Linked DNA regions of Rattus norvegicus: region 2 is linked to region 1. The links are chromatin contacts, called in public Hi-C maps. All regions are on one chromosome and are shown on one strand. Each heading gives the region's core, a stretch centred on a gene start, on an enhancer-like site or on the middle of the called end of the contact. The rest is flanking DNA. Distances are from core to core; before and after follow the strand shown. Region 1 overlaps Lrrc7 (leucine rich repeat containing 7). Region 2 has its middle 470 kb from the start of Lrrc7.

What was found. A called contact is a pair of places that touch in the nucleus more often than the background predicts.
Region 2: a contact with region 1 is called in a Hi-C map of frontal cortex, with 4 times the contacts expected there. The contact joins two enhancer-like sites. A contact is called at or near these places in 2 of 12 Hi-C or Micro-C datasets (the A7r5 cell line and frontal cortex).

Annotation. Positions count from the first base shown.
Region 1 is chr2:250,112,197-250,115,204 of GRCr8, forward strand. The region is part of intron 3 of Lrrc7 (leucine rich repeat containing 7); the gene reads right to left. Among named protein-coding and RNA genes, the nearest start is that of Lrrc7, 180 kb to the right of the region's middle. Within about 2 kb of position 1,530, at least 13 of the 93 cell types and tissues checked have an H3K27ac peak or open chromatin away from gene starts, as enhancers often do.
Region 2 is chr2:250,762,608-250,765,615 of GRCr8, forward strand. No RefSeq gene overlaps it. Among named protein-coding and RNA genes, the nearest start is that of Lrrc7, 470 kb to the left of the region's middle. Within about 2 kb of position 1,429, at least 7 of the 93 cell types and tissues checked have an H3K27ac peak or open chromatin away from gene starts, as enhancers often do.

The sequences.
Region 1 (3,008 bases), core at 280-2,779:
AAGAGCTGACTTCAAGTGTCCTTAGACAACCCCAGAGTGGCTGTCACAAGCCACTGTACTTAAGCAATTTAATATAAAGAATTAATGGATCTTAAATGTGTTTAGAAAATGCCTTGACAGATATCATACAGAAAGGAGTGTGTCTCGGCTAGAAGCATTATTGGAAGCAAGAGCTTTGCATGACAGTGGAACATGGTAGAGAATGGAGAGAAGTTAGGAATCATGTTTTAAAAAGCACACTGCCAACCACTAGACCATGAGTTTTACCAGCAGGAGTCATTGTGAGTGAACATTATCTATTGAAGAGAATAAATCACAACAAACACAGATCTATTTAGGGATGTTAGACATACCACTTTGCTTGATCAGAAATGTTTTCTATTTAAGATTCCATTTGCTATTTTAGTTAGGCCATATAAGCAGCACAAATAAAAAAAAGTTCAGAAAATAAAGAATAAATAAGATTATATCATTCCCTATATATATGACACCCATAAAGAAGGCACTGATATGGTAAAATACATCCTTCCATTTACTTAAGGTAGTATTCTAAATACACACAATAACAAGCCAGGCACACATATTGTTAAGATTACACAGACAGGATGTCTTGAAACAATATATACAAAACAGACTCAGCAAGTTCTATTTTATTTGTTATATGTGCATACGTATCTGTATGTATGAAACAATTATAATCAAAGAAAATGAAGCTAACAAAAAGAGTGGGGGTCATGGGAAGGGTTAAAGGGAGGGAAACTTGTTGGAACTGGAGGGAGGATTGGAATAGGAGAGAGGAAAAAGAAGTAGTTCTTGTTAAATCAAAACATATTAAAAAGGAAAGAGATCAAATATATTTTGAGTCATGCGCTTTCATTTAGGATTATCCTGTAAATATTCTCACATATCATTCTTGCATACTTTCTTGAAATATAGTTGTTTAGGCTATAAATAAATCTACCAATTTTTTAAAGAATGTTCCCCATGACTTGGGAGCCCATGCATCTTATCATTTCTCCACATTCTAATACATGTCTGGATTAATCAGGATAAATTTTATGAGGAAAAAATATCTATTTTCAATAAAGGAACAAAAAAGGAAAAATGCCATTGGGGAAAACAAGAATAATGTCTTCTAAAATGTAGGATTAAAAGAATTAGTTTATTCATTGAATTTAATTCAAAGGAGTGCAAATAAGAAAATGGTATTCCAATAATCACTGCCCTTCAACCTCAAACTGGGGGATTCCTGGAGGAGATCTGTCAATCTCACTATTTTCCAGTCTTTTGGTTGTACCATTTGCTTTGCAAAACTCTTCTCTGGCTATGACATCACTGCTGTCTTCTTGAATTTTAGCAGAATTACCAATGGGCTATGTACACAAGATTGGCCTGGAGAAGGACTCATGAGGTCTAACCTCTCATTGAGGGTTTTTAGGCAGTTGAAAGCTGCTAAGGAAGAGGACTGGTATGGCTTTCTCAGAGGACAAATAGGCATATAACAGTTTCTGGAAAAGACTTTTGATGGGAGGTAGTGTAGCTAGCTGCCTTTAAATCACTCATGTTCTTGTAAGTAACTGTATCTAAACTTATTGGCTCAGTAGGCTAGACTTGGGTGGAATTGGTTCTTTGTTTCTGTCATTTCTGTCCCATCCATGGAAAATCCATGGCTTCTCCATCTCTCCTCAGGAGATGGTCTTACACTACTACCTCATGTTGATAACTAGTCTCACTCACTGGAATGTAGATGATCCAGATGACATTTTTGGGAATTTGCTATTTGCCATGGCTTTGGAGTGATGGTATTTATCACAAAGGAACCTTATAATGATCATATAACTGCTAAATAGCAGCATTTGGAAGACTGATATGGCATTTTTCTATATAATTTCCTATTTGGTTTGTTAGATGGGAGGTTACTTGCTAGGCATACATAGATGTAGAGAGAAATATTACCAGGTTTTCCTTTCCTATTGGCATATCAAATGGAGGTAACTCTCTTAGCATAGTACAGGAATATAATTATTATATCTTTCTGCTTATGTCAGAGTTATTATAAATCTTGTTAGATTCTTTTGTAGAGTTTATAATAGATATGAATAGGACATAAGAAACTTTCTATTTAACCATTTCAGAGATATTTTTCATGTTTTAATAGAGTAAATGCATGCAATTATATAACCTTTTTATTAAATGGTAAATGAACATATCTTCTTTTTTAGTGCTAAAGTTTTACTTCAGTTCTCAGACTTTCCCCCATGAAATTTTCCTTCTGTATAAACTGCCACCCACAGGGCTCTCACTGCCCTTTGACAAGGAATAGGGTTACACATGCCCTCATTTTCTCCTCCTCAAATCTGACCCTTCTAAGATGCTGTCATCTTTGTTCAACCATCAGTTGTCATCTCCTCCTCTCAGCTGTGGGATGCATCCCTCACTCCCTATTTTTTCTCTTCCCTATTTCATGTCAAGAATGAGTCAGACTTGCAAATGTGACTCTTCTCTTTGTAGCAGAGCTGAGGTGCTGCTTTTCCTCTGTCCCCCACTTAAGCAGATTTTCAGTTGGGTTCTTTGGATCCTGCCTGGAAAAGCTGTCAGCCTCTTCCTGGCTGGCATGTAAGTGCAAAGCCTCCTCATCTTCTATACTTTTGCAAACATTTTCCTCTGCCAAGAAGGATCGTCACTGTCTCCTTCACTTGGAGAAATCCTGATCATCCAACTTCAATACAGTTCACATGTCGGTCTCCTAGCAAACCTCACCAGCTTCCCCAGGCTGTAAGCTTTTCTCCTTTGCTCCCAGAGCAGGAACTAGACTTGTGCTGAGTGGCAGAGCTTATTCTGAGAACTTTTTGTGACATCGGCAGCTCATCTCTAATCAAGACAGAAACATGCAGAGCTTTTCTGTATATCACTAGGCATCTCTTATAGTGACATCTAAATGAAGAATCATCCTTCCTTGGAATGTCTTCCATAGTTACATTTATGTTGTAAATAACACACTTTAAGGA
Region 2 (3,008 bases), core at 179-2,678, 650 kb after region 1:
TGAGAAGGCTACATACTTTAGATATAAATAGATCTGAGACTCCTTAACCTCGATATTATTATATAAAAATTTAATTATCTCGTGATGAGATGTTGAAAGGATATACTTTTGAGCACATTGATTTTATTGCTATAATGTGTCTGATATTCAATATCTTAAAGTCAATAAAGATAATATAAATATATGTAATATAAATGTCTGATACTTGCAATTAATAATAATGGGCAATTAAATTACAACTCAGGCAAACATACACACATTTATTTCCCTGCAGAATTTACTATGGGTCCAATTGGAACAAGAACCTGAGAGGGGCAGCCTGCAAGGCCCACACTATCCTGGAAAAAGAACATTGGCTATCCCATGGCAGTCTGCTCTATCTCTTCACAGGCTACACACATAATTTGCATGAGTAGGTGGCTTAAGCCACTTAATCAAAATGACTCATTTCCTCCCCAACATATGAATCAAAAAAGAATAGCACATGAACACACCCCCAGGTCTTAGTTGGCTGATGCTGGTCTCCAGGAAGCACAAAGCAAACATTCCACTTCAGTAGAGGGGAAATTCTTTTTTTTTTTCTGATGGAAGTACTCTGCTTCTCCTGGAAACTGTTACAGTTCAGTTAATGGCCAAAATTCTGAAGGTATTTGTTTTCTCAGAAATTGTTTTAATGAAATAAATGTGTTCCAAGTTGACAAATTGCCTTCATATGGTTACAATTTCACATTTTGATTGTGAGAAACGTCTTAGGAATTATACTTTTATATATAAACATTTAGTTTAAAAATGTATAATATTATACTTGTCCACAAAGTTCTGTGATAATGTGATTACATTCATTCTTCACTGACCTCTAATTCCCTCTCCCTCCTGCAGATTCCTCTTTTTTTTCCCAATATCTCCTTCTAACATTCATGCCCTTCTTTTCCTTTCTTTTTTCCCCCTATTTTAGAATTCATGATTGAAGCAAAAAAGTGAACCATAGGAAGAATAAAATGTGGACTACGGGTCTCTTTTCTGCAGCTCAGTTACTCAAAAAATGTGGTCCACTCCCAATAGTTTCTTCTCTTACCTCTTTTGTGCCTGGGTGTGATTTCTGTCTTTGCAAGCAAGCTGGAAATAGCCTCAGCTGTACATGTGCTTGTGGGGGTGGAGAGAGAAAGAAGTGATGGGGAATAAAAAGCAATGGAGGCAGATGGGATCAAATCGCCCCCACAATTCCTTAGGCTTAGCAGGTTGTACCAGGCACCCTAGATCTTGTGCTGACCATTTCACTCGCTCTAATTCTTGTTATCACCTTGTGATTCATTGCTACAATCTCTACCCTTCTTTGAAAGCAAGTAGGAGACTGTTTTTGGAGCAACTCTCATAGACACAGTGAATGCTGTAAGCACAACACCTACTGTAATTTCTCATATGCTGGTGATCTCCAGAACAGCTCTTGATAAGTCAGCAATTTGTTCACACAGGAAGCAGATTCATCATCAAGAAAACACACGGGATGTAATGAACATGGTCCATTGCTGTCAATGCTAAAAGCACCGTCTCTGAAAGTGTCTCCCTCCTTCCCTACCCTTCCCCTCCTTTCCTCCAGATCTCTCTTTATTATCTTTTTCCTCTCTTCTCCAAACCTTCCCTCTCTCCTCTCCCCTTTCCACTCTTTATCGCTTTATCTCTTCCTCCCCAACTTCACCACCCCATTGGAAAGATATTTCCCCACCTTCCCAGGATCTTTTTCTCCTTAATTTAAAACTTCAATTTTTCTAGAACTGTTTGTTAACCATGAAACAATATTTTTAAGATGAGTTTCATCCCAAAGCATTGCATCTGAGTGAGAATTGATCGGAGACTTAGTGTGTACACAGACACCAAGAGTTTACCCCAGGACTTAGGGAGATATGAACAGGATGATAATCTTATAGTCACCACTGGTATCTGCTGTTTTAGAATTAAATTTCATTCAAAATTCTGAACCTTGTGTGGGTGGAAAATGGATTGGGCAGCCAAAAAGATTGAGTGACTCATACACAGCAGCCAACTGTGAGGGATGGTTACCAAGCAACTGTCTCAAAGGCTTCCTGGCTGCTCCCTGGAGGATGCTGCCCCCTTTCTAGTGAACCCTTATATGCTCAAGCTGTAGTTTCAACTGCAATGTACTTCTCCTTTTGCTTTCTCAACCTGTATTCTCTGCCCATGACTCTCTAAGAGTCCCTTGCCCTGCTACACTTTGCAGGTGATGATGTTAGCCTCCTCTGAATTCCAAATTTCATCCAGATTGTTTCATCATAAAATGTACCTAACCTATGCTAAACTCACTTGCTCGCTTAAAGTGATTTTAGCTAAATTCTCTCTAGAATCTAGAGTGGATTATCAGGATATTTTTAATATAACAATAATTCATGATACATAGTTAAACTTGAATCACCTTATGTAGGTTTTTATATTAGATATAATTATATTGTGTTAAAACAAACTAATCTGAAATAAAAAATTCTTGCTATTCACCACCTTACCTGTGCTACCCTACCACTATTAAATCATTTCCTGAAGCAAGATTGGTGGTGGGAGTCTCTTTAGTCTACACACTTAGGAAGCTGAGATAGAAGAGATCATTTTAGTTCTGAAGTTTAAGGACATCGTGGAAAACATAGAAAAATTCTTACTTCAAGAAGCCAAAACAAACAAATGAACAAATATCAAACAAACATATAAATAAAAAAACAAACCTTGCATGTTTTCTAGCTTTTCTTATAATTTATTACTTCTTTGAGCAAACCAACAAAAAAGTAAATTGTGTAGCTGTTTTTCAAATCATAGATTGGCCATCATGTCACTAAACAGTAAATTAGCCTACAATGGGAAGAACTAAAGGCTTTTTTTAAAATTTGTTTTGCTATGTATAATTTTTTTCTAAATGCTGTAATCTTAGAAAAACTGTAGGTGTGTTCACAGAGTAAAGCTGGCGAATAACGTCTTTTGGAGACACAGCACCCCAATCATCCTCT